Linked DNA regions of Mus musculus: all the other regions are linked to region 1. Evidence: chromatin contacts called from public promoter capture Hi-C data. All regions are on one chromosome and are shown on one strand. Each heading gives the region's core, a stretch centred on a gene start, on an enhancer-like site or on the middle of the called end of the contact. The rest is flanking DNA. Distances are from core to core; before and after follow the strand shown.

The links. Promoter capture Hi-C pulls out the DNA fragments that hold promoters and counts their contacts. Capture Hi-C pulls out chosen DNA fragments and counts their contacts.
Region 2: a contact with region 1 is called in a promoter capture Hi-C map of pre-B cells, with 3 times the contacts expected there. The contact joins the promoter of Dph2 here to the promoter of Kif2c in region 1. A contact is called at or near these places in 5 of 39 promoter capture datasets (the C10 cell line, HPC-7-derived erythroid cells, liver and 2 more) and 6 of 115 datasets of contacts at active chromatin or transcription factors (astrocytes, bone marrow-derived macrophages, cardiomyocytes and 3 more).
Region 3: a promoter capture Hi-C map of pre-B cells shows a contact between it and region 1, with 2.2 times the contacts expected there. The contact joins the promoter of Slc6a9 here to the promoter of Kif2c in region 1. A contact is called at or near these places in 2 of 39 promoter capture datasets (liver and pre-B cells).
Region 4: a contact with region 1 is called in a promoter capture Hi-C map of adipose tissue. The contact joins the promoter of Kdm4a here to the promoter of Kif2c in region 1. A contact is called at or near these places in 1 of 39 promoter capture datasets (pre-B cells), 1 of 484 Hi-C or Micro-C datasets (embryonic stem cells), 2 of 115 datasets of contacts at active chromatin or transcription factors (embryonic stem cells and stem cell-derived neural progenitor cells) and 1 of 9 other capture datasets (adipose tissue).
Region 5: a contact with region 1 is called in a promoter capture Hi-C map of liver, with 2.6 times the contacts expected there. The contact joins the promoter of Ccdc24 here to the promoter of Kif2c in region 1. A contact is called at or near these places in 2 of 39 promoter capture datasets (liver and stem cell-derived epiblast-like cells), 3 of 115 datasets of contacts at active chromatin or transcription factors (astrocytes, cardiomyocytes and craniofacial prominence) and 1 of 9 other capture datasets (pancreatic islet).
Region 6: a promoter capture Hi-C map of pre-B cells shows a contact between it and region 1, with 2.2 times the contacts expected there. The contact joins the promoter of Ipo13 here to the promoter of Kif2c in region 1. A contact is called at or near these places in 2 of 39 promoter capture datasets (the HPC-7 cell line, HPC-7-derived erythroid cells and pre-B cells), 2 of 115 datasets of contacts at active chromatin or transcription factors (embryonic stem cells and memory CD8 T cells) and 2 of 9 other capture datasets (adipose tissue and liver).
Region 7: a promoter capture Hi-C map of pre-B cells shows a contact between it and region 1, with 2.9 times the contacts expected there. The contact joins the promoter of St3gal3 here to the promoter of Kif2c in region 1. A contact is called at or near these places in 3 of 39 promoter capture datasets (the C10 cell line, hippocampal neurons and pre-B cells).

What each region holds. Positions count from the first base shown.
Region 1 is chr4:117,180,405-117,183,897 of GRCm38.p6, forward strand. Kif2c (kinesin family member 2C) reads right to left here and starts at 2,220. Exons shown (of 20, transcript NM_134471.4): 1 at 2,027-2,220; 2 at 168-262. The coding sequence starts at 2,087.
Region 2 is chr4:117,889,947-117,893,881 of GRCm38.p6, forward strand. Dph2 (DPH2 homolog) reads right to left here and starts at 2,057. Exons shown (of 6, transcript NM_026344.3): 1 at 1,764-2,057; 2 at 1,369-1,481; 3 at 949-1,172; 4 at 72-755. The coding sequence starts at 1,910. It also overlaps a transcript of Ipo13 not described here.
Region 3 is chr4:117,833,740-117,837,211 of GRCm38.p6, forward strand. It overlaps Slc6a9 (solute carrier family 6 (neurotransmitter transporter, glycine), member 9), which reads left to right and starts at 1,519. Exons shown (of 14, transcript NM_008135.4): 1 at 1,519-1,738.
Region 4 is chr4:118,178,606-118,182,354 of GRCm38.p6, forward strand. It overlaps Kdm4a (lysine (K)-specific demethylase 4A), which reads right to left and starts at 1,438. Exons shown (of 22, transcript NM_001161823.1): 1 at 1,288-1,438.
Region 5 is chr4:117,871,148-117,874,996 of GRCm38.p6, forward strand. It overlaps Ccdc24 (coiled-coil domain containing 24), which reads right to left and starts at 1,323. Exons shown (of 8, transcript NM_001034876.1): 1 at 1,248-1,323; 2 at 842-1,033; 3 at 600-713; 4 at 1-42. The coding sequence starts at 999. B4galt2 (UDP-Gal:betaGlcNAc beta 1,4- galactosyltransferase, polypeptide 2) reads right to left here. Exons shown (of 8, transcript NM_017377.5): 8 at 1,853-2,856. The coding sequence ends at 2,706. Gm40233 (a long non-coding RNA gene) reads left to right here and starts at 3,374. Exons shown (of 2, transcript XR_868043.3): 1 at 3,374-3,466.
Region 6 is chr4:117,913,143-117,916,784 of GRCm38.p6, forward strand. Ipo13 (importin 13) reads right to left here and starts at 1,857. Exons shown (of 20, transcript NM_146152.3): 1 at 1,146-1,857. The coding sequence starts at 1,229.
Region 7 is chr4:118,133,011-118,136,775 of GRCm38.p6, forward strand. It overlaps St3gal3 (ST3 beta-galactoside alpha-2,3-sialyltransferase 3), which reads right to left and starts at 1,936. Exons shown (of 12, transcript NM_009176.5): 1 at 1,380-1,936.

The DNA of each region.
Region 1 (3,493 bases), core at 970-3,469:
CTTCAATTTAGAACATCTGACTAAAAGGAATCCCAATGTCTCCAGGGAGCACCATTTCTTAAGACTGGAGAGGATAGCACAGCATTAGGCTGGGCTGTCACCGGTTCACACAGATGCTCTGCACAGGATCATGGGAGATGCCACACAAGCATCCTCAGAGGACCTACCTCTTTGCCTTTTGTGGTACCTCCTTCGATCCATTCCACCGAAACACAGGATTTCTCCACGTTCACTGTGCTTATATTGGCGGGGTGAATTAAGCCTATGTATGAGAAGGTCAGAAGTTATCCATGTGTCTCCTAAGAACTTAAGTTTTTTTTAAGGTGTTCTTTTTTTTTTTTTGACTGCGCCACCACTGCCTGGCCAAACTTAAGTTTTTATTCTCCACTTTGCTTTTAGGATCCTAAAGACTTCAAATTTACATTTACCTCGGAAGGGAAATTTGTTTTGTTTTGTTTTTGTTTTTTTTTGTTTGTTTGTTTGTTTGTTTTTTCGAGACAGGGTTTCTCTGTGTAGCCCTGGCTGTCCTGGAGCTCACTTTGTAGACCAGGCTGGCCTCGAACTCAGAAATCCGCCTGCCTCTGCCTCCCGAGTGCTGAGATTAAAGGCGTGCGCCACCACGCCCGGCTTTGTTTTGTTTTTCAAGACAGGGTTTCTCTGTATAGCCCTGGCTGTCCTGAAACTTACTTTGTAGACCAGGCTGGCCTCGAACTCAGAAATCCGCCTGCCTCTGCCTCCCGAGTGCTGGGATTAAAGGCATGAGCCACCATGCCCGGCTCCGGAAGGGAAAATTTAATTCTCTTTTAAAAAATACAAACAGCCAGGCAGTGGTGGCCCTTGCCTTTAATCCCAATACATCAGGGATAGAGGCCTGAGGAGTTCTGTGAGTGAGGACAGCCTGGTCTACAACGTGAGTTCCAGGACAGACAGGGCTACACAGAGAAACCCTGTTGTCAAAGTGTAATTCCACTTCCAGAGGATTTCACAAAACACCAATGAACATAAAATAAAATAATAAATTTAAAAAGCAACAAACAAACAAAACACCAAAGAACTAGGCCTGTGATGGTGCATGCCTTTAATCCTAGCACTTGCAAAGTACAGTAGGTGGATCTCTGTGAGTTCGAGGTCAGCCTGATCTACAAAGCAAGTCCAGGTCCAAGGCCCTGTTACAGAGAAACTGTCTCAAAAAATAAAACAAAACACAAATGCTAGTTAGTAATTCTAGTGGGGTTCACCCTTAGACCATTCCACAGTGGAAGTGAACAGGGAATGGGCCTTAAACCCCAGCTCCATAGGATAAAATTGCATCACCGCTCCAACAGAATGAAGATTCATTTGAGCAAGTAAGTTACTACATTCCTTGGAGGAGCTATTCCTGAACACATCAGTAAAGAGCTGGACCGCTGGAGTTCCCTGGTCCATTTTTGGCAGTGGTTGGCTAGTCCATGAATGACCCGTTATTAGACCTGTAGAAATTGCTTAATAAAGACAGATGGTTGAGCCGGGCAGTGGTGGTGCAACGCCTTTAATCCCAGCCCTTGGGAGGCAGAGGCAGGGGATTTGTGAGTTCGAGGCCTGGTCTACAGGAGTTCCAGGACTACACAGAGAAACCCTTCCTTGAAAAACCAAAACAAACGCCAAAAAAAAAAAAAAAAAAAAAAAAAAGCCGGGCGTGGTAGTGCATGACCTTTAATCCCAGCACTCAGGAGGCCGAGGAAGCCGCGGGTCCAACAAAGCAAAACAGGTTCAGAGGAAATGCATCCAATCGCTATAACCTAGCTAGGCGCACCAATAACCGCAGACGTGCTCCGCCCACACTCAGAAAGCAGGCAAGGGACCCACAACCAAAGTAGCGTTTTCCTCCTGTGTAGGGGACACCGACTGCCAGTGTAGTGACATGGACCCCCTCAGTGTGGAATAAGGGAAAGTATCCCAAAGCTTTGCCACACGGAGATTCAGATAACCATCTTGGCAGTCTCACCGCTCTTGGGTCGTCCCCTTGGCCTCAAGACCCTGCCCTCACCATTGCTGCGTTGAATGTTGATGGAGAGACCAGGAAACAGGCGTGCGTGAAGCGACTCCATGGACTCAGGAACAACAACAGGCAACACAAATGAAAGAAGCTTGGAAACCACGACTCTGCTAATACTGCGCTGTGTTAACAACGCCTAAACCGCTGCAGTTTAAATCCCGCGCGCCAGCCTCCCTACAACGTCACCAGTGCGACGCACCGCAGAGCAATGTGGGATATGTAGTCTTGGTCTCCGACTTCCGGCGCGTGGCCGGGCTCCCGAGCTCTGAGACTGATGGGAAGGGTTTTTGGTTGGTTGGTTGGTTGTTTGGTTTTTTCGTTTGTTTGTTTTGTTTTGTTTTTCTAGCTCTTGCTGTCCTGGAACTCACTCTGTAAACCAGGCTGGCCTCGAACTCAGAAATCCGCTTGCCTCTGCCTCCCGAGTGCTGGGATTAAAGGCGTGCGCCACCACGCCCAGCTGATGGGAAGGTTTTATGGCTTCTGGCCTTACCCTCCCGCTACCAGGTCGAACTTCTGCCTTTATGTAAGACTAGGAAACTTATGTATAATGTTTCAGTGAGGGCCTTGTGATTCTACAGACAGGGGTTCAAATCCTGGTTTCTTGATGATTGCTTTCTCTTTGAAATGTATACAATATTTCGAAGACACCAATTAAAAATAGTCACATGCTAGTGCTAGACATAGTGCTAGATTGGGATAGTGGAATAAACAAGACGAATGGTTCCTGTCCGTGAAACTTTTTTTTTTTTTTTTTTCCTATTAGGAACACGGGGGAAGTCATACGGTGGTGACTCGAGCCTTTAATCCTACCACTAGAGAGAGGCAAATTTGACTTCGAAGTCAGTCTGGTCTACAGCCTGAGTTCCAGAATAGCCAAGATTACACAGGGAAACCCTTTCTAGAAAAACAAAACAAAACAGAACACAAGAGAAGCGGGGTATGGTAGATCATGCCTATAATCCTAGCTCCCTGTAGATGAAGAAAAGAGAATAATTTCAAAGCCAACCTTAGCTAAGCAGCATGTTTGAGGCCAGAGTGGGCTGTGTGAAACTGTCTCAAACAAACAAACAAACAAACAAAAAAAGATGCTGGCAATGAAAAGCAGCCTACAATGCCTAAATGCTGGAATTAGCATGAATCACCATACCTGATTTTTGTCATTATTTATAATGTCTTTTTGTTTCGTAGTACTAGGTATTAACTCCAGGACTTTGTGCATGTGCCACTACTGTCCGGCTTCTAGGGGAACGTTCTTACACTGAACCACATCATTACTGCCCCAGTATGCAGACCTATGCAGACCAAGAACCCCCACCGCCCCGCGGAGGATATGTATAGTGTAAATGGTGTCTAGCCCTTGGTCTATCCAACCTTGACAAGCCTGAAGACCTGAGTTTGATCTTCTGGACCTACATGGTAGGAGAATGAACTCCCCAAAGCCTCCACAAATGTGCCATG
Region 2 (3,935 bases), core at 807-3,306, 710 kb after region 1:
AAAAGAAAGCTATCCCGGTTTTTTCAACTCCAACCCCAACTTTCAAACCCAGATGCGGCCTTGCCACTCACCAGGCAACAGCTCTGCATAATGTGTGAGGTGGGGAGCCAGGCCTGGCGGGGGCCAGGCAGGGTTGCAGGCAGCCTCCAATTCACATGGCGTCAATACAGGCCGAAAGAAGCCACCCGAAGGCTGGGGGGCTAGTGCCCCCAGGGGACAGGCTAACAGCACAAAGACGTCCATCTCAGGGAAGTTGGCAAGCTTGGCGGGTGTGGGCTTCCCCACGGCTAACACATAGCTACGTTTTCCAGCAGCTTCCGTCAGTTTCCGCAAGTGTGCCAGTGCCTCACGGTGTCGAGCCACACCTAATGTGCCTGCCAGCAGCCCAACCACACGGGCATCTCTGGCCCTCTCTATGAGATACAGTCTTCGTGCTCTTAGTCTCCCAGCCTTGGCACCCTGGTCTTGTGTCTGTCCTGTATCTGGACAACAGGAAAAGAAGGGCCGCCCTGGTGTCCAACCCAAGAGCAGTCTGCTCAGGTCGGGATCAAGGCTGGAGTCCGAGCTTGCTTGAGAAGCCCCTACATAGAAGGCACCATATTCTTCCAGACGTCTCCCTGGATTCAGGGGGAAGCAGCGCCCAAAACGCTCCAGGGACTCAGGCTGTGAGCTCGGGGATCCCACTGGCAGGGGAAGAGCTGGGCGGGAGATGAGCAGATCTTGGTACTTTGGGAGCAGGAGCATGGCCAAAGGCTCTGAAAGAGGTGCATCAGAGTTGAAGTCTGGCAAAGTAAGAGATGTCTCATCCCCAGATGCCTCAATGTGACCCTAAAGGACAAGCCAGGCCAACTGAGGCCAAGAGCTCTAGGTAAGTGTGCTTAAATAGGAGGAATTAAGGCATGAAGCTGTGGACCCACCCTTCTTTCCCTCACAGGTATAATTTCTCACCTAGGGCATGGGCACAAGCTGGCTCACTCAGCAGTACCACCGGGGCTGTCGGATCTGGGTTCTGGGCTTCAAAGGCCTTTGCACAGAGCTCTAAAGCAACGGGTCGCTGACCAAGGACAAAGGTGATGGGCAGCTGCGAGGCTGGGGGGCTTAAGCAGGCAGGACCGAAGTGCACAAGGGCTTGAGCTCCAGCCTGCTCGGCGCCCAGCACATCCACACAGCAGCTGCAGGGGAGAGAGCATTGGTGAGAGGTGTTCCCTACCTGGAGAGAAGAGTTGTCATCAATGGGAAATGTGGCCAGTGGAGAAAATGGCACCAAGCTAGGAATTCACTGTGACTGAGGGAAGCTGGCATCAGGAGCTTCTCATCGTGCAAACACGGTCACTGGAGGCAGACACTGTGGGCTGGGAAACCCCATACCTGCCATAAGCTGTGTCCCCTAAAATGAACATCTTAGCTCCTGTGACTTCCTCCAGCCGGGCAGCCACCGCTCCCGCATCTCCTAGTAACTGGTCAGGGAACTGCAAAGTCACCTGTAAATACAAGCCACAAGTCAGCGACAACCTCACTCCTCCACCAACAGCCTCTGCAAAAAAACAAAAAACAAACAAAAAAACAAACAAACAAACAAAAAAACCCACTAAACATCCCAAGCCCCTACTTCTAAGGAGGCAGCCAGCCCCACAGAGTTGTGGGTAATCCGTGCGATACGGGCGGATCCCGACCCAAAGTCCCAATCTCCGCAACCCATACCCAGAGGAGAGCCCGCGCCCCGCGCCCCCTTTTCGCGCCCCCTTCTCTGAACCAGACCTCACCCGCTGACAACCTAAATCGCAGACAAATTTCGTAACTCGCTCCAGCTCATACACGCGGTCCAGGTCTTCAGGAGGAGTGAACTGTCCTGGAACGCCCGCCTCCCGTTGCAGGGCTGCCTCCGCAGGGCTGCTGAACGTAGACTCCATTGGGCGCAGCTTGGGTGGGGTGAGATGCAGCTGCACCCTCAAAAGTCCTCGAGGTCACAGCAGCTCTGTTTGTGGATCCGGACCAACCTGTCCTCGGGTCCTAGGATCCAAACCGTACGCTTCCAAATTCCCGGCTCTCCACTACACATGGACCTACGGAGATTACTTCCGGGTTCAAGGACTTCCCACAGAGAACCAATCACTAGCCTCTCACTCAGGACCAATCGGAAGTGCCGCAAAGCCTTGTGGGTGTTGTGGTTCCACTGGCTAAAGCTTCTTCCCGGATACCCTAAGGCCAGCCTGCCGGTGCCCTCTAATTTCTAAGTCACTAATTCAGTGTGAGCAGGCGCTATCTGCTGATCATATTTAAACGCGCGCGCGTGTGCACGTATATACATACAGTGAGAGCAAGGGTCCTTATACAGCTCAGTTCTTCAGGGTTGGCTGCAAGCTCCCTAATCCACCAAGCCATCTTCACAGCCCCCAGAATCTGAAACAGGGTCTTGCTGTGTGACCGAGCTGGATCTCCCAGTACTGCATAATTTCCAACTCAGTGCCCACAGCTTGGGTTTGAATATTTGTGAGCAGGTACTTACTGCCAGACATCGTAAAATGTCTCTATGTCCTTTACTTTGCCTGCTAGAGAATTGTCCCACAACCTGTTGTCCTCACGGTCTGTCAACCAAACACTGACCCTTGCTAAGTTCACCAGTTCATCATTAGAAGCAAGAATTATCCCATATAGATAAGAAAAACAAAACCATGTCTGCTGGTTCTAGAAACTGGGCTTTAGAGCCCGAATTTATTCTCTCGCCCCACCTCCTTGGGACTGAACCTGGGGCCTCGTGCATGGAAAGCAACGACTCTCTGGCTGAGCTACATCCCACATTCTCCCACACGACTTCTTATCATAAGGAGGGATGGGAGAGGAAGACTCTCTTCACGTGATGCCGTAGGGAAAAAGGACTGAAAACATGTGGCGCATCTCTGCATCCTCCAGGAGAGCTGAGAAATCAGGACTGTGGGAATGGGACTAACGGGGCTGGAGAAATGTTTCAGTGGCTAAGAGCACTTGCTGTGCTTGCAGTGGGTTCAGTTACCACCACCCACATGGTGGCTTATAACTATGTGCAACTCCAGTTCTAGGAGGTCCCTTTCCTTTTTTTTTGTTTTGTTTTTTTTTCGAGACAGGGTTTCTCTGTATAGCCCTGGCTATCCTGGAAGTCACTTTGTAGACCAGGCTGGCCTCAAACTCAGAAATCCGCCTGTCTCTGCCTCCCAAGTGCTGGGATTAAAGGCGTGCGCCACTACGCCCAGCTTTTTTTTTTTTTTTTTTTTTTTTTTTGTCCCTTTTCTAATACCTGCAGGCAACTACACTCAGGTGGTGCGCAGATATAAACTCAGCCATACACACATACACATTTTTTTTTAATTGGGACTGAGGAGCGGGATAAATAATGAAGTGGAAGACACTGATGCTACTAGCTGGCTGAGGAAGACACTGGATGGAAAAGAATGAAAGGCAGAATCAGTACAAAAGCTGGGGAAGATCAGAGGATGGGATGCAGTTACCCCATCCAGCAAGTGGATTCAGATGTCATGGATGGGAGTGGGGCGAACTCAGCCCGTTCTTCTGATCTTACTGATGGGTAACCAGAAGGGCAGGGCAGACAGAACTACAGCTGAGAAAATAAAGGAAGAAGTCCGGCTGCCGTGCGCTGTCCGTGGTCCTGACGGACTGATCTGATCTGCCTTAAAGGTGCTAAGAGGGAGAGCTAGGGGTACACAGGCAACGTTAGGTAACCCTTATTCCTCCTTTAAGGGATGAAAGGCCTTCCAGTTCCTCTCACTCCACCTTACTTTCTACAGCCCTCCTGACCACGTGCAAGTGGTGTTCTAAAACACCTTATCAAGGTGCAGGTGGTACACTGGCTGCAGCCCAGCTCTCTGACCCCTTGAAATGTACTCAATATAAATGAACATAAATAAAAATAAAATACCATACCACACATCCATCCTGGAAAT
Region 3 (3,472 bases), core at 269-2,768, 650 kb after region 1:
CTACACAGCCTGCTGCAGGACCCACAGTTAGACTCCCAGAAACTTCTACATAAGCAAAGTTAAAGGCCACAGGTGGTGGTGGTGCACGCCTTTAATCCCAGCCCTTGGAGGCAGAGGCAGGCGGATTTCTGAGTGCAAGGCCAGCCTGGTCTACAAAGTTAGTTCCGGGACAGCCACCGGGACTATACAGAGAAACCCTGTCTCAAATCCCCCCCCCCAAAAAAAAAGCCCACAGGCACAACAGATTGCTTAGGTAGATCTGCGTGTGTGTCCCCTCTCTACTCTATACAAAACTCTGGTAATTAGTTCGTGGGAGACTATAAACCCCAAGCAGGCTTATAACTGCTGTGTTCACGGGCAAACTCAAAAGGGACATAAGTGCCTTCCTAGATCTGACCAAATCTCGAGAATGAACAGATTGTGAGTTCCATGACAGCAGAAAGCAGTATATAAGAAGGTAGTTCTGGGAAAGGGCTGTGGTTGAGCCGTGGGGTAGAGAGAGGCCCAACTGAAGGGAGTGTGCTGGCTGCTGTCTTTTTCAGTGATTATAAATTAATAAGGTGGCTTCTCACACCAGTTGATCTTGTGCGCGGCTTTGACATGGATGCGCCTGCTCTTTGGAGACTGGATGTCAATAAACAAGCAAGTTTCCTGGCCGGAAAATGGTGAGAACTCGGGGCACAGAGTGGAATCCGGAGCCTGCCTCTCCAGACCAGGGCCTTTTGCAGAGCACCTGCGAAGCAACAGCAGTCCTCTGGCAATCAGTATTGTCTGGTTTGATAGAGGGTTGGCAGCTTGCTCAAGGTAAGCAAATGTGGCAGCCTGTTCCATTTGCTAGGCACCACTGCCAATCTGGAGCAATGAGTTTCACGTGGGTATGCATTTCCTTAAGTCATTCTCTCCATTTTGCAGAGGAGGAAACTGAGGCTCAACAAAGCATCTTTTGGCAGATACTGCAATCCAGGCACCTGAAGTAGGTAGGCTCTGTGGCACAACTAACCAGGTAGGGCTGATCAAATCAGTGGTGGAGAATTCGGGGAGAAAGGGCTCCCCAGCCTTGCAATTCCAAGGAGTGGGCCCCAGGCTTTACTCAGCTGTGCCCACAGTCTCTAGCGGCGCTACTGCAAAGGGAACGGAATTTGCTCTTGACGTCTCTCTAGGGGGAACGCAGGCGCAGAAGGCCAGGGGCCTGGCGGGCTAACTGCAGCCCCAGCCCCCCAAAGCGCCCCAGGCCTTTTGGCTTCGTTCCAAGCCTAGCCCGAAGGGGAGGACATCTGCTTCCTCCAAGTGTCCCAACTGAAGGGCAGAGAGGCGAAGGAGAAGGGGACTCCTTTGCCGAGCCCCACTCCCAGGGGTTCGTGAGGATCAATCATCAGAAAACTAGAGCCACTTGTAATCTTATTCCCTGGTAGGAGGAGTCTGAGTAGTCGGCACGCGGGAGGGAGGAGATGGGACCAGGGCGGGGGAGGGCGGCCAGGGGAGCCGCTCAGGGAGGGGAGGGACTTGGCTAGGTTTCTCAAGCCTTCTTCACTCTCCAAACTTTCACCAAACTCTTAGCCCCCGCCTCCCCGAAACCAAAACACAACAAGCTCTGGAGGAGCGGCAGGCAACGCGGCGGGGCGGGAGGACTGGCGGCTGCAGAGAGCCTCGGGAGGCTGATGCAACTTTCCCTTTAAGAAAGCCACCTGGGCGCACCGCGGTGCGGACCCAGCACGCCTGGGCCGGGGGCAGCAGTATGGTAAGAGAGCTGGGGGAAGGGGGCTTTGCGGCCCGAGCCTAGGTCTGTCCAGCCGTCGTTCTGGGCGTTTCTGTGACTCTGGGAGGCTGAGCCCCAGGATGTGTATGGATGTGTGTGTGGTGCGTGGATGAGATAGCGTTTGCTTGCGGGTATCTGTGGCTAAGAGTGTGAGTGCTCGCACTGGGATGTCTGTCTCGCCGCGAAGGTCTGGGTAGGTGCGTGTGTCTGTGTGTCATCGTTGTCACCAAGGAACTAAAGCAGACGGGAGGGAGGGTGATTTCGGAATGGAGGGGGTGCGTTGCGTGCCGACGCCGGCTCGGTCGGAGGTGGTTGGTACGGGGCTGTGCGCGCAGCGCCGGAACCGAAGAGCGTCTTCGGTCTTTCTGGGGCGCCAGTGGGTCTGCCGCGGCCGGGAGCCGGCAGCGGGGTCTGTGCCCCGCGTGCAGCCTCTCGCCCCACCTCCTCTCCCAGCCGTGCTGGCTATCTATCTGGGCGCCGCAGCCGGCGGCCTTCCTAATCTGCCCGCCCACTCGCCCGCCGGGTGCCGGTTCCCGCGCGCCCGCGGTTCCTGGGAAGCAGCGAGGAAGAACCCCAGCGCCCTCCGGTTCTCTTTTGTCCGCGGCTCGCGTGGCTGCAGCGTTGAGAAGGGATTGCGGGGCGGAGAGTGGTTTTGGGGGACTGCTACTCTGGGGGGAAAAAATCCACGCCCTGCCACTCGAGCCTTCACTCTAGCCTTCCTTCTGGGCATGCTTGCGGCGAGTGCGGGCGGCCACAGGTGAGGCCTGGTTTCCCGCAGCTCCCGAGCGCCTGCTCCCAGCCTGTACCCCGCAGCAGGCAGCCACACACGGGCCGGAGCTGAGGCCAGCGAGCCGGGAGGGGGCTTGCCCGCAGACCCGGGAGGGGCCGAGGACGGGCGGGGGCGGGGCAAGGGGGCGGAGACCTCGGCACCCGGGTACTTTTCCACCGCGGGGGGCGGGGCGGCATCCTCCACGCCAGCTGAGAGGCGCACACGTGGTGGCTGATGTAACGCCCGCCCCCCAACACACCTTGCACACTGATTAAAGCGAACCGGTCTCGTTTCGAGGAAGTGGGCACTCCGGGCGGTGCCATGACTCCAAAAGTGACCGCGCCCCACACTGCCAGCCCGTCCCGGGCCTTCAAGTCCGGCCGGGCAGCTACTTAAAGGGGCCGCACCCCCTCTCGGGTCTGTTTTCCATAGGCCACGCCCCTCGCTAGTCACTCTTAAAGGAGCCGCGTACCCACCTAGCACTCTATGATAGCTCCCTCACAAAGCCTGTTCTACTTTTTTTCCTTTTTTTCTTGTTTTTTGGTTTTGTATTTTGAGACAGAATTTCTCTGCGTAGCCCTGGCTATCCTGAAACTTGCTCTATACACCAGGCTGGCCTTGAATTCAGAGATCTGCCTGCCTCTGCCTCCCAAGAGCTGGGTCTAAAGGTGTGTGCCACCACTGACTGGTTTCTGTTCTATTTTTTAAATGAAGCAAGTCTGAGGCTATGACTGTTAGAAAGATAAAGGATAGAGGGCAAGGAATGGGCAAAAAGAACACCTAAGATAAAGACATCTCCAGAGAGGCAAAAGGTTAGAGAGCGGGTGATAGGATTGGTTAGGGACTAGCGGAGAACATTGAGCGTGCCCAAGTGTTTCAAAGACTTCAGAGAAAACGCTCCCTTCCTCCTTATGTTCAGCGGGACTACAGTAGTATAGTTCTCAGGA
Region 4 (3,749 bases), core at 188-2,687, 1.0 Mb after region 1:
GAAAGCTGCCTACAACCTGCCCACAACCTAGCATGGGTTTTGGGAAGCAGCATGGAGGCAAACTCCAGGGCATTAAACAGAAACCCTGTCATGGTAACTCTTGGGTTTCCATTCCACTCCAAGGGAGGGATTTCTGGCTAGGCATTTTTCATTAACTTTGCATAAAAGATATACTGTTATCCCTGCTTTACATACCAGGAAATGTATCCAAAGTGCCCCCTCTAAAGCATCTTCTACCACTTTCTGCTACCTCAGCTCTAATACTTACATGAACTAAGACTTCTCTGAAAGTGTGGAGGAACTTGAAGCCTATTCAATTTAGGAGACTTTTCCTTTTAAAAGGAAATTTTCAATATATTCTACTTTTGAAATTTTTACAAAAAGGTATCATAAATATCAGACTGGGGCTCCTCCCCTGGGCTTCAAAGGTGGTCACAATGTTGCTTCATCTGCCTCTAGCTCTGTTTATCTTTGTGTGTCCAGAAGCTAGAACAATGCTCGCCACAAAGTAGGCACTCAGTAACTGCTGAATAACTCATATCCTCTGCTCACTTTAGCGGATCATCCCATTACTTTAACTCTAGGGTTCCATTCCCGCGATCTATTCCCTTGGGGAAATCTGGTCTGGGGCACCTTCCCGTCCGCCTTCAGCAACAAAGCAAAGAGTACCGGGAGCTAAACCTTCGGCTCTAGAGTGAAAACTCTGAATACCGGTCTGATCTCTGTCACTTTTTAACACCTTGGCTGTGTGAATGGACTGGATGAGTCTCAGTTTCTCCACCTGCAAAATGGGGACCCCAAACCCCTGCCTTGATGGATCGTATGATTAACTTAGATGATGCAAGCGAGCCCTAAACGCTAGGCCCGGTAAGCACTCCATAAAGGCAGCTGTTGCTAACAGTGACCTGAAACTCCCGCACTCTCCGCCCCCGCAGCCACCCCCGCGGCATCCCTCCAAAGGCAGCCCGGTTCCCAGTGTCCCCACACACCACTTACAGACACTGCCCCTCCCGGCCCCACCGCCTAGGCGAGGGAGGCCCGGCCGCAGGAAGAAGAAAATAAGGCCCAGTGGGCCCGCCCCCCTCTCCCGACGCCCATTGGCCACTAGAGATTGGAAAGAACCAATCGCAAAACTTATTTTAGAAGCTCCTTTCTCTATTGCTCAAACCCCATGTCGATCACAGAGCACAGAAAGACCCACCTCACCACCCTCCCCCACTGGAGCTCACGGCCAAGGGTTTTGGCAGCATCAACCCCTTGGGGAATCCAAAACCCGATGGCTCTCACCTGGAGCCTAAAGCCCTAGCAGGGCTCAGGCCCGATTGCTGTTGTCGCCACTCGCCGATCCCACTGTCTTTCTTGAGGGCGAAAGACAGAGCTCCGCCTCCTTTAAAGTCTGACTCTGCGCAGCCTCACAGAGCCCATAGTCAACCAACCCAAGAATGGCTTTAGGTCCTCAGCTAACCAATGAACACTCACTACACCGACTCGGCGTCTGGAACTACGAGTCCGCTTAGCCTATGAGCGTCGTCTCGAGCTGTTGCCAGGAGAAAACGCTGAGCCTCCGGGGACTGGGGCCACTGAGCATCAGGGCTGGATCCAGAGTTAGCCTATCAGAGGCTGACTCAGATCTCCATAGTTAAGCTGGGTAGAAAGAAGCGAATACCCTGAAATGGGCTAGCCGGTTATGGGGAAGGGCGAGCAGGTGGTTATAGGATGTTTCTAGCGAAAGGATAAGCCTAATTTTCTTGGAGTAACTCCTTTGCCTAAGATATAAAGGCGATGGAAGACCTCCGGGAAAGTTTCTAAAGTCAAGGAGTTCAGAGAACGTGACCAGCATGTCCAAGTTTGCCCAGTACTCTCAGTTTGACTCTCTTCTCTAAGAAGCCCCTCGCCTGCTGGCAAGGCGGGTTAGGTAAAGATCTGCTCCAGGAGAAGGAGCCCTGGGGGGTCATTAGGACAGATCCTGAAGGAAGATATCCCTGAGGCTTTTTAAAAGCGGCTCCCCTTGAGCGAAAATTTGGGGTCATTAGCAGCTCTTGGAGCGAACAGGGTGATTCTAAGAATCATTAAAGGCACTTCAGGGGGCCGAACAGGATCCCTAGAAGTCATTAGGAGCAGTTCCTGAGAGGCTGTGAGCAGCCTTAAGGAGTTCCCAGATTGTCAAGGACGATGAAGAAAGAGAGGTTAACACCCTTATAAGTCAAATAAGGAGGAGAACTCACTAGGGCATAAAACATGAGCAAAATTCCCGATAGCACCGGGAAGAAGAGTTGTATTGTGTTTGAACTGCTTTCAAAACCAACCCTTCGGTACAGAGAGATGACTGAGAGGAAAGGCACAAGTCTTATGATCTGAGGTAAGCTGTTGAAGGAGAGAATCAATACAAGTTCACAAGATGTCCTCTGACTTTAGTGGATTGCAGTGTCACCGCCGCCACAAACACACTAAATAAATAGGTTAAAAAAAAAAAAAGTAAGCTGGGCGGTGGTGGCACATGCCTTTAATCCTAGCACTTGGGAGGCAGAGGCAGGCAGATTTCTGAGTTTGAGGCCAGCCTGGTCTACAAAGTGAGTTCCAGGACAGCCAGAGCTATACAGAGAAACCCGGTCTCAAAAAATACCAAAAAAAAAAAAAAAAAAAAGTTTTTAAACAACTTCTCGTCCATGCCTGGATTTTTCAAGGGGAACAAATTCAGGAGAGTTGAGATGGATGGCAAGAGTTTACCAATGTTAACTAAAAGGAGATACTTCATAGAATGCTATGGGTTAAATATCTAGGCACATATCTGATGAAAAGGGTGCTTTAAAAAAAATGAGAGGCCAGCCTGGAATAGGTAGTTCCAGGATAACCAGAGTTACATAGTAAGACTCTTTCTTAAGAGGGAGAGATGCAGCCGGGCATGGTGGTGCACGCCTTTAATCCCAGCACTCAGGAGGCAGAGGCAGGCAGATTTCTGAGTTTGAGGCCAGCCTGGTCTACAAAGTGAGTTCCAGGACAGCCAGGGCTATACAGAGAAACCCTGTCTCTATATATAAGAGGGAGAGATACAGAGATAGATATGTGGGCATCATGGCACAAGCCTACCAATCTTAGCCCTTGAGGGGTAGAGGCAAGAAAATCAGAAGTTCATAGCTGGGCATGGTGGCACGTCTTTAATTACAGATCTTGGGAGACAGAGACAGGTGGATCTCTGTGAGCTTGAGGCCACCCTGGTCTACATAAGGAGTTTCAGGACAGCCAGGGGTACATTTTAGAACTTGTCTCAAAACAAAACAAAAAAAGTTGTTCAAGGACATCCTGGGCTACATAGCAAATTCCAAGCCAGCATGGACAACATAAAACCCCAACTCCAAAAGAAGGAAGAAGAGAAGGAGAAGGGACATTAACTATCGTGTGTATATGTGTGATATTTATATTGATCATATATTATGATAGATAGATCGATAGATCGATAGATTTTTCAAGGTAAGGGTTTTCTGTGTAGCTCTGGTTGTCCTAGAACTTCCTCTGTAGATCAGGGTAGCCTCTCAAACTTACCAAGATCCCAGAGAGACACCTGCCTCTGCCTCCCGATTCCTGGCACTCCCAATATTTTAATTGATAATATTCATTTTTTCTAATTCTTAAAATTATATCTATTTTGGGTGGACCTGATGGTGCAATGCCTTTAATTCCAGCACTCAGGAGGCAGAGGCAGAGGCAGGTGAACGTCTGTGACTTCAAGGCCAGCCTGGTCTAAGGAGTAA
Region 5 (3,849 bases), core at 73-2,572, 690 kb after region 1:
GGTGAGGTTACCATCACCCTCTCTGTGTTGTTCATTCCAGCCCTTCAGGGAACAAATGCCACTTCTAGAGCCTTTTGTTTTTCTCAGGCAGGCCACCTAACAGTGCAAACAATAGCCCCAGAGCCCTGGCTTGCACCTGGTAGTTCTGCCACCTTCACTGTGTGACCTCAGGGAAATTGTCCTTTTGAGTGTTCATTCTGTCACCTGAAAAGCTGGGGACAATGCTCAGCTTATAGGATTGTGGGAGGATTTGAATAAGAAACTGGCACAGTATACTTGTGCACATGAGGACATTAATCCCTCTCTGTCCCCAGCTGAGCATGTCATTTGTCACCTCCTCCCAGCTCTTCCTGTACCTCCAGCCCAAGCCTTTGGTCTCATCTGCTAGGCCTGAAAATAACTGTTCACTGGACATGGCCTCCTGTTCTCCCTCCAGCCCCTGCCTACAAAACTCTCCATTTTATCTGCTTGGAAAACTACTCCCTTCCGCCAGGCTGGGCAGGTGTCCCCTTAAGGACTTCAGCCTTTATGTGCCGAGCCCTATCACAAGTGGCTATAACAGTGTCCAGCCCCAGTTGGGCAGAGTCTTCTGTTTTTACCTGGGCTCATCAGCTCTCATCGGGAGTTCCTGTTGTGTTGAGTCACACCTGGTATCCTCTAAGGCAAAGCGAAGGACCCTGGGACTATACTGGGCCCACATCTGGGTCTGGTCCCTGAAAGCATGTGCATGAAGGGACCTGAGGACCTCCTTTCAGGAAACACCAGGAAAGGTCACCCTGGCTCTTTATCAGGGGCAGCCCATCTGGTGTCCCGGCAAGGAGGCCATGGCTGAGAATCCCACCTGCCCTCACTGATAGCCTTAAGGCGGAGGCCTTGGAGTAACTGTCGGAGTTCTTGGCGAATGAGGTCCCTCAAGAGGGGGGGTGGTGCCAGTAGGGAGGGAGGGTCAGAGTTGGAAACTTGAGAAGACTGGATCTCTTGGAGCAGCGCCTTTAGCATCGCCACCTGTAAGGAGAGCTGGGGTACCTTGCCACTGGGGCAGAGGGGACGGGTTTAATGTGTGTTGGTTGAGGGTTGCCAAGGGATGGGAGGAGCTAAACAGAGAGCAAGGGCAGGCAGTGAGAACAAGGTGTTGGGGGGGGGGGGGGCGGTATCACCAAATAGGGTTAGGGACCTGGTGGTGGTAGGAAATCACTAGAGTTGTGATCACTAGGAATGTGGCCCACCCCCACCCACCGGACTCCCACCTCCTCTCGCAACTCCAGACTCAGGTCCACTGCTGCCTCCCCCAGAATCCTCTTCACTTCAGGCCGCTCCGGGAGTGGAACATGCTCCTCCACCAGCTCCCACAGTGCTGGGGAGTCCCCGGGCATGGCCTGCATGGGTCGCGGCCTCCTGATCAGATCTACAGGCCCGGAGGTCAGAGTGCTAGATTTCCTGGGAGACCGATGGTTGCTCTGGACCAGAGCCACGCCCACCAAGCCCTTCCGGCTGACATCGATACCCCGCCCCTTTCTGCCAAAGTCCCCACACCAGAATTGTGCTGTCTTTTGGTGGCCTACTATGAGCAGACCCTTCAGGGTGTGGGGTCCTTGCCTCTTCTGGGGGAAGCCTGGCTGTGGGAATCGGCCCTTAGCCCCTCCCCTCCTAAGAGTCGGTCACCTGGGAAACCATCCGTGCCCTGGGATCAGCCCTCGAAAGAGGCCCTGCCCCTGCCCGCAGTGGCTAAGCACCCTGTGCTTATCCCAGGGCACCTTTCTGCCTCTGAGGGAGAAGAGCTGAGAAATCTGGCCCCACTGGTCCGCTATTTCCTTATCCCTACTAGTTTGAAAGCAGTGTCAAGATAAAACTTTCTCCCTGTAACAGTGGAAGTGGCAGGGCTAGGAAATTTATTAAGTTACTAGAAGACCCTAGCCAGGTCACCTCCCACAACACAAACTAGCTTCGGGAATCCAGATCCCGTTCACAGACAGACAAGGGGGCTGCTCCGTTAACGTTTTTTACTAAAGCACCCACACAAGTTTCTGTGCAACATATAAACAGAGCAGGCCCTGGGGCTCCTGCCTCCTCTCTAAGGGAGGGAGGCCAGATCCATTGACTGATCCAGGCCCCACCTGTCCCTCATGCAAAGGTCAACCCCATGGTCCCAGGAAACAACACAGCACCCCTTCTGGTCCCCTCCTGGGGGTGCTCCTCAGTAGGTGGCTCACCAAAGCTTGCCCCCTACAATGTTGAATGAAAAAGGTTTCCCCTCCCCTGGAAGCATGAGGGGTCTCCAGATCTGAGGAATTCCCCCCTGGAAGAGACACTGCCCCCTAGTCAAACCTCCCACCTTTTCAGGCCCTAGGGGACTCGAGGGGAGTGGGGAAATTGAGGCACAGAGAGGTGGAGTGACCTAGCCCAGGCCACTCCGCGAGGCAGTGCAGGGGCTGGCCCAACCCTAAAAGTGAGGAGGTTTGGGCTGGGAAAAGTAGGACAGGAAGAGGGGTTGACCCCAGAGAGGGCCATAAGTGGGGCTTGCCCAAACGCCCCTCAAAGTGAATGCTGGAACTTCTAGGTGCAGCTGTCTATTAGACTCAGAAAACAGCTCACAGTCACAGTCTTGGGGACAACCCTTAGAGCAGCTGTCAGCCAGGCTGGAGGTCAGGCCTCTGGCAGGCAGCCTTCCATACTAGAAAAGCATGGAGGGCCTTGGTCCGTTAGTGTCAGCCTTGAGTGAGCCACGACATGGGCTGTCCAATGTCCACTGTGATGTTGGTGAAGAGCGGTTGCCGAGACACTTCCAAGACTCGGTACCGCACGGATCCAATGCCGTCCCACTTCATGCTCATCTTTGTGTTTTGAATCTTATTAAACCTAGAAAAGGAGACGAGTTCAGATCAAGGCTAACAGTCTCTGCTCAATCCTGAATCTCTATGGCAAAGGCCCGGGCCATCCTCTCCCTTCAGGGACAACTCGCCAGAAGCCCATTGCTCTTATATTTGCTCTCAAAATAAAGACCGCAGCCCCTTCAGTCAGAAAGCTTAACAACAACCTCTCCCTCACAGGTCTCTCCATTCAGACCTCCTCCCCCCACTGTATGTATGTATGCATGTATGTATGTATGCATGTATGTACGTACGTACGTACGTTTGTTTTTATTATGGGGGACATGAGTGGAGGTCAAAAGGGTGAAGCTGGGCCTTTCCTTCTACCTTTGCATGGGTTCTGGGGACTCCAGGCTTCCCTGTGAGCGCCTCTACTCACTGGACTCTCTTGCTGGCTCGTCTGTAGTATTTGAGGCATCCCACATGTACCCCCAGGGCAGTCTCTGTCCCCTGAGAGACATATCATCTTCCCTCTAACCCTTGCCATCTTGTTTCTCTTTCATCAGTCACTCTTTCCATCTTCATTCCGGATGCCAGACTGCACTCTGAGCAACAGGGACACAGCCGTGTCCAGGACATGCAAGGCCCTTCCTCTCATGGTGAGTCTGCTTCACTAAGGGAGACTAGGCAAAAGAAACATCAGAGTGCTGCATTACCAAGTGACTACCTTGGGAGAAGGATGTGACACTAAGCTGAAGGCAGAGGGGAGAGCATTTCATGCAGAGGTCAAAACAGGCTAGCCTGCTGGTTAGAGCACGTGAGGGCGGGACTCTGTAAGTCATAACGAGTAGTTCGTATTCTGTGAGCAAGAAGACAGAGAATCTTAACCCAGTTTCAGCAGAAGGGTGGGATGGCAAGGGGGAGGCAGGAAACCCCTTGCAGTCACCAGGGCAAGATCAGGGAGACCAGGCTAAGGTAAAGGTGAAGAAAGGGGCGAGCAGACGGGCGCAAACGCTTTATGGGTGGTCCTGACATGGCTTGA
Region 6 (3,642 bases), core at 607-3,106, 730 kb after region 1:
GAGCTGTCAGCAGCAGAATCCCCAAGGCCCAACTCCATTGGGACTTCATGCAGAGAGAAAACAATGGCTCATCTCCCTGGCAGCACATGAAACCAACCATGTGCCACCATGCCAACACTGTCCAGCCCCAAGGGCCAGCCAGGTTCCCTAAATGGACTCCATCCAACTAGGATTAACCAAATCTGTACCCTCCCGCCCCCTGAAAGCCAGTTATGGCTACTGTCCCTTGTACAGCCAGCCACTCAAGGAAGCAAAAGGAGACAAGAGACCGAACAAGAAGATATGTGTTCTCAACATTTGTTAGGTAAACAAGCCTCAAGAACAACAAATGTTTTTCTATGACTGCCCCTTGCTATCCAGTAGGATACCCCTACCTCTCGGATCATCCTTGGGAGTATTGGGGGTGGGGCGGGTGCATTCCTGCATTCCAGGCTGCTGGGAGAAGAATAGAATAGAAAAAGATGGCCTGGGCAATGGAGAAGTCTGGAAGGAGGCCATGGCAGAAAGCCATGTGGGCAGGTAAGGAAGGAAGGGCCCTGTAAAGTTGCCAGCAGAGCCAAGCCCCTTGGACCCAGCACAAAACAAGAGAGCCAGGCACACTCCTGCCTGTCCAGGACCGGTTTGACTTCCATCCAATAAGGAAAAGACCCTTTCTGAAGATAAATGAACATATAACTCAGACGGGTTTAGCTCCAGATATCTTTGTGAGCCTTTGACTGAAAAAAAGTGAGTCGGGTCCAGGATCATTCAGCATCCGTGTGGTTTCTAACGTGGGGGTGGGGGTGGCTGAGTGGCAGGTCTTGTGAGTTTCTGGTTCCCTCCAGAACTCCGCCTGCTTTTCTCCTGGATCTGGGCAGGAGCCGATTTGGTTATAAGTCTAAACCCTTCAGCACCCTACAGGGAACAACCTAAGATCCTAGAGTATCTATCCGAAAGGGGACCTGTGTCTACAGAAAGCCCAAAATAGCCCATTAGGCACTGCAACACTGCTGTCCAAGCCGGCTGCCCAAGAGAGATGGTAAATACCAGGTGCTCTGGGGGCATCATCCCAGCGGGCACTGAGCCCGCGTCTGAGCTTTGGCATTAGTGTCAGTCCCCAGAACTTCTGCTCTGTCACTGGAGTGCCCACCCCAAGGCCCTCATACCTTCTCCACGTTCTCCACAGTGAAGTCCAAGGCTGGTGCTGCTCCAGCCCCTGCAGCCCCCAGCTGCTCCTCCCGCCGCTCCATCTTTGCTCCCTGCCTGGCAGGGAGGTGGACCCTGATCTCTTTCTTGCCCCAGCCCTTTGGCTGTCGGCCCCCTGCTAGACCCCGGCTTGAGTACCCGGGAGGTGGTGGGATGAGGGGATGCCCAGGGCGGGCATGGCTGCCGAGGCCTGCCCACCTCGTTTGGAGGGGGAGTGGGTTGCAGAGGTCAAAAGATGTGCTCTTCGGAAAGGGACCCGCTAAGGCGGCTCCCAGAAGGGAGGCGTCCGTGAGGTACTCCCAGACAAGGGTCCTAGTGGGAGGTCACAGCTCTGTCCCTTGAATCAAAAGTCATAGGGGAGGGAGGCCTATAGGGGAAACAGAGGCCCTGGCCCGTGAGGGGTCACAGAATCAACGGCCTGTACCCATAACACCCCAGTCTGGACGAGCTTCTAGATGCTATGAGGTCAGGGGGGCTGGGAGATCACCCGGGAGAGAGCCCTTCGCGAGATACGGAGACGTCCAAGGAAGCACGGGATTGCAGTTTCGTGAGTCTGGGGCAGAGTCGGTAGAGTTGGGGGACTGAGATAGGTCCCCTCCGTTCGCCTGGCCCGCGATCTGTTCGCCTCCCGGCGTTGGCCCCGCTACGGTCGCTGCCTCCGCCCCAGTGACTGACAGACAGGCCGGCCCGGCCGGGACGGGGCGGGGACCTCAGCAAGACTCGGGCTGTCCCGAGCGCCTGTCGCCAGTACCACCAACTTAGGCCCCCACCCACGCTTGTCCTGGCCCGGCACGGCCAAGCACATCGAGACACGGCACGGCGGAACTACGCGGAAACTCATTCCGGGTCTTTGGCCCTGTCCTCGTGCTAGCTCGCGCGCCCCCGAACAGGCGACGGAACGGCACACCGCCAGGGGCCCCTGCCTGAAGCAAGGACCCGCCTCTATGCACCCTGGGAAATGTAGTTTTCGTCGGACCGGAAGGTGGCTCCTGAGGAGGGAGGCTTGGAGCACGTGGGTTGGGGGTCCTATGGAACCCTATCCTATTCTCGGCTTAGGGCAGAGGACCATCTTGCTCAGTCACATTGCCTAGGAGTGCAACTCTTGCGAAGACGTGATTCATGGGGCCTTTGGGTGGAGTTGGAAGCCAAGAATGGAGGGGAGAGGGTCACGTTTGGTCGGCGCTCAGGCACAGGGAACTGGTTGTGTTGGTGACCATCAGCACCCGCTAAAGAAGAGGAAAGATAGGAGTTACTTGGTGCCCCACAATTAAAAAAAAAAAAAAAAGCACTGTGGATCTGCTCGGGAGCAACCGGGAAATCATATTATTCTGCGCGCGCGCGTGTATGTGTGTGTGAAACGAGGAGGAGAAGGGAAATCGTTAAGGTTTTCATTATGTTTCAAGTAAGAATAGCTCATGGCTTTACCTTAGGTTTTGTTCTCTCTCTATTCTGCTGTGGCGGGTTGGTTTGTTTTGAGATGGAGTCTCTTGCCTTGGGGTGGGGAGTGTACCTCTTTAATCCCAGCACTCCCGGGATTACAGGAGTGTGCCACCAAGATGGGTGTCTGAAGTGCTGTGCCTCCCGCGCACCCTGTCAACTGAACCACATCCTCCACCTTCTTTGTTTTCAAGCGGGGATCTCACTATGTAGCCCGGGCTTGAGTGGGTATTTTTATTCATTGTCTTCAGCTAAAATGGGGAAATTGAGGTTGGAGGAAGGCAAGCCCTGCTCCCAGCAGGCACTTCCTCTCCATGCTCAACTTTTTCTTTCCTTGACTCCTGTCAGCAGGAAAGGAAATGATTTCAAACAGAAGGATCTTTCTTTTTCTTTTCTTTTCTTTTTTTCCAAGACAGGGTTTCTCTGTGAGGCCCTGGCTATCTTGAAACTCTGTAGACCAGGCTGGCTTCCAGCTCACCGAAACCCACTTGTGTCTGCTTCCAAAGTGCTAGAATTAAAGTTATGTACCACCATGCCCAGCCTAAAACTTTTTTTTTTTAGATAAATTATATTAAGCTCAATTTGGGCTTACTATATGGCTTCTCTCTCCTTATTGACTAAACTCTTCCCAACACAGCCTTCTAGCAGTAGCAAAGTTGGGTAAGAATAAGAAGGGCTGGCATACCGTCAGGAGGAGCAGCAATTTTGTAAACCTGGGGAGGAAACAGATTAAGACAAGAGCTGGAGTCACTATACAGGGCTTTACATGTGTCCCACCACACCAGGTGACACTTGTGCTCTAAGGGAGGAAGCTGGCTCTGGAAGTAGCTGCTGAGGCCAGAGAAGGTCGAAGAAACTTGACAAGATCTTGACGAATCCTCAAAGCCTGGGAAGGAGAAGGACTCACTTGGCTGCTAGAGGAAGTCCATCCATCACAATGAGTCAGCAAATCGTTGTCCAAAAGGAAAAAAAGAAAATGTTTTAAGCGTTTTAAAGAAGCCAATTGGATCCCTGTGAGTT
Region 7 (3,765 bases), core at 686-3,185, 950 kb after region 1:
GTTAGTTTTTGTAGCCTCAGCTGGCCCTTCGGCCTCTGGCACGCTCAAACTTCCGGCCTTTGGAACGAACATAGGGTTTGGTATCCTCCTGTGACGCCATGCCTGGTTTTACAAGGTGCAGAGGATCACATAGGGCTCCTTGCATGCTAGACAAGGACCCTACCAACTGAACTACATCCCCAGCCCCCAACTTGTCTTTTGTACAACCTCATCTCCCTTTCTTCTGCTGCTAAGAAAGCCCTGGAACCACACACAGCATCGAGTCCTCCTCTGCCATCTTCCGCATCCTGGATTTTCACTGGCTCACTTCCTCTCCAGGTAGCCTTTCCACTCTTTGTGGCTCAACTCAAAAAACTTCAGTTCCGCCATGAAATCTTCCTTAAACACACTCCCGTCTCCTCTTGGAATTCTAGAGGCCACACCCTGAGTTTCTCATCTGTGTGTGCTTCACTTCCACATCCTACAGAGGTCCAGAGAACAATCTCCATAATTTAATTGTCCAAGTTCCCCTCAAGTCTACACCTTGCACAAAACATAACACGGATTCAGTAGGCGCTTGACTGTGTGAGCAAGCTCACTAGTCTCTAGGAACACACTTGCTTTGCTTCATCATTAATAACTTGTTAGGAGACACAGACATCAGATTAGCGAAATGGAGCAACCAACACCACTTTATATTTCAAAATGTCTGTTATTTTAGGAGACTATATGAAACTCCCATCTGGTCATAAGGTTTTACTCCAATTTTTAATCCTCCAATCTTTCTTCTTTTCCTTTCTTCAGTCTTTTGAGACTGGGTCTTGCTATGTGGCTCTTGTTGACACGGTTTTATTATTCTATGTAGCCCAGGCTGGCCTCTGAAGCAATCCTCCTGCTTCAGCTTCTGAGTGCTATTACAGGTGTGCACCTACTACCCCGGGATCCAATTCCTCTGAGTCTTTAATTGAAAGTTTAGGGACACAAGTGGAATTGTCATGATGTCTACTGTGCTACATGTCAGGAACCTAACTCTAACTCGTGGCTTTTCCTTCCTTCTCAGCCCATTATCTATAGTGCTAATAATTCAAAGGACCTCAGAGAAATGTGTTAAGCACTCTTTGCTTTCTGGGATAGCAGCCGGCTCCCTTCATCGGTCACTCCCTAGGTTAATTACAGTGACTCAGTTTTACCACCTCCCCGTACTCTAGAGAAACAGACAAAAATTAAATTTATTGAGGAATCATAAAAATGGGTGCTACTGTAAAAAGGAGTCTAAACACATCTGTGGGACATCCGCCTAACCAAATCTACCGTCCTCACTAAGCTTTTCTCTCGCAAACAAGACCACTGAGAAGACAATGAGGAAGCACTCCAGAAGAAAGGGTAGCGAGAAGACGTACTTTGATAAACTGACCCGGTCGCTCCGAGGAGGATCTGGCCCCGGGGAAGGCAGAGATGACAACCGCTACTCTTGGTGACTCCCGCTAGGCTTTCCCCGGACTTTCTTGCGCTTGTCCCACAGCGGGTCCCGGGTGACCGTGACCCTCCTTTGCGCTCAGACTCGCGCGCCTGGGACACTGCACACAGGTGACCTCGGCGCGCTCGGCCCGGCTCGCGCGGCCCTCTGGCAGGCCTGGCCCCCACCCGGGCCCGGGCTTTGGTCCCCAGCGCGGCTCGGGCCGGTCTGGCCGGGGGAGGGGCGCGGCGGCCGAGAGCTGCTTCGGGGACGCAGGGCAGGCCTTACCGCAGCAGAGAGGGAGGCCGGGGGCGGGTGGCGCCAGGGCGCACGCAGAGCGCGGAGGCAATTGCAGCGCGAATAGCGGGGACAGCCGAGGGGACCCCAGAGGGAGCCCAGGACGCGGCAAGCTGCACGGGCGCCGCCATGGTGGGGACGCAGCGGCGGGACCACCAATCCTGCGGTCCGCCTCGGCGGCCGCGCCGGGGGTCGGGCATCAGCAGCCAATGGGAGCACCGGAACCGGGCGGGGCGCCAGGCAGGCCAATGCGAGGCTTCGCCGCAGGGTTGGGCGGGCCCGGACCCCGGAGACCCAATGGAAGCCAGAGGCCGAATCCATCCCCTCCCCATCCCCGGGCTATAGCTGGGGCTTGGGAGGAGCGCTGCGTGGAGCTGCGGTGCGTGGGGCTGCCCGGCTGCGGTCAGGTTTCCTCTGCTTCCCAGAGGAAGTCTTCTGTCCCTACTTCACCACTCTGCTGTCAGCCCCTGACGCTGGTGGTAACCTCTAGAACGCCTTCTGAAGCCCTATCCAATCCCGTGAGGGTAAGAGGCCTGCTAAGTTCAGGCGTGACCTCGAAGAAAGGTCGCAGATAGGCCACAAAGCCACCCCACATACCCAGTTCAGGAGGTCGCGCCCTCATTCTGCAGCGGAGTGCATTATCCTAAGGCAGAATTTAATACAGAATTTTCCCAAAGAGGAGGTGGGGACATAACTTGGCACTCTCAGATGCCAATCTTATACAAGGTATACAAGACATAAGTTTCTGCTTTGGCAAAAAGCTGAAGTGCAGTCTTTGGCTGTGGTGGGTCATGAACCCAGACTAGACTACACTGGCCAGGAAGTGCCTAAGGCAGACCCAACTTTGAAGTTGAGCAAGTTTAAAGCCCCAGGCCATCCCCAGCACCAGAAAAAAAAAAAAAAACAAAAACAAAACCACAGGCCAGTTTTATGAGACTTGGGAAAGTCCCATAGCTTTTTATGAACTGGGAATTTTCTTATAATAGGCCAAAAATATTTTTGAATGGTTGACTTAACTAATCATGGTAGTGGTGGTACGTACTTAACTACTCTCTAAACTGAAGCAGGATTAAACATTCAACAACTTTGTGGGTCTCAGTATCTTTGGGTTTTGTTTTGGTTTATTTTGTTTTTGTTTTAGTGTCTGCATGAATGTATGTCCCAGTGCCTGTGTATCCCAGAAGGCCTCATAGCCCCTGGAACTAGAGTTACAGACAGTTGCAAGCCACCAAGTGGACAGTGACAACTGAACCTGGGTTCCCCAGAAAAGTATTCTTAAGGGCTAAACTATCTCTCCATCCCACAGTGGGCTCTTCTTAGGGACAAAAAAGTAGAGAGGGCTGTCGGGTATAGCTTGGCAGTAGTACGTTTGCCTCAAACATTCAAAGGCTTGAATTCAATCCTCAACTCCCATAGAGCTGGGATTACACCAGGCACGAGATTATCCGGTCCTTTAGCAAGGCTGAGGTAATGAGACTCATGGGGAGGAACTACGGGTGCCTGAGGAAGTTAAGTTTTCCTCTCTTCCACGAACGCTCAGCCCCAGCCATTTTCCCCTGAAAATCCCCGAGTGAAGAACAGAGGGGCAACCTTCTTTCCTTGGCTCCAAGGATTTAGCTGTGAAAAAACATCTGTGAAACTCTTCTCTCTTTCCCCAGAGCCAATACTAAGTAGCAGCTCCCAGGCTACAGGGGTACCGAGCACATCATCTAGCACCGGGGCACAAAGCTCAGGCCAGCTGGAATACGGAGGCTGTGCAGAAAGGAGCCTCGCACCAGCTCAGGATCACCTCTTCTTGTCAAAGACTGGGTCTTCCTCCAGGGAAGCAATCAGCAACGACAAGCACTGCAGAGGGCAGCTTCTGCAATCCATGGGGAGATCAAGGGTCTCTTGCTATTCAAGCACCTACAGCATACTCTCCTGGTTCCACAAGGATGGAATCCTGATGCAGGAAGTGATCTGTATATCAGGATGCTGATGACATCAAAAGGGGTTTAAGTGAAACCTCTCTTGAGAAGACCGTAGTCCAATCC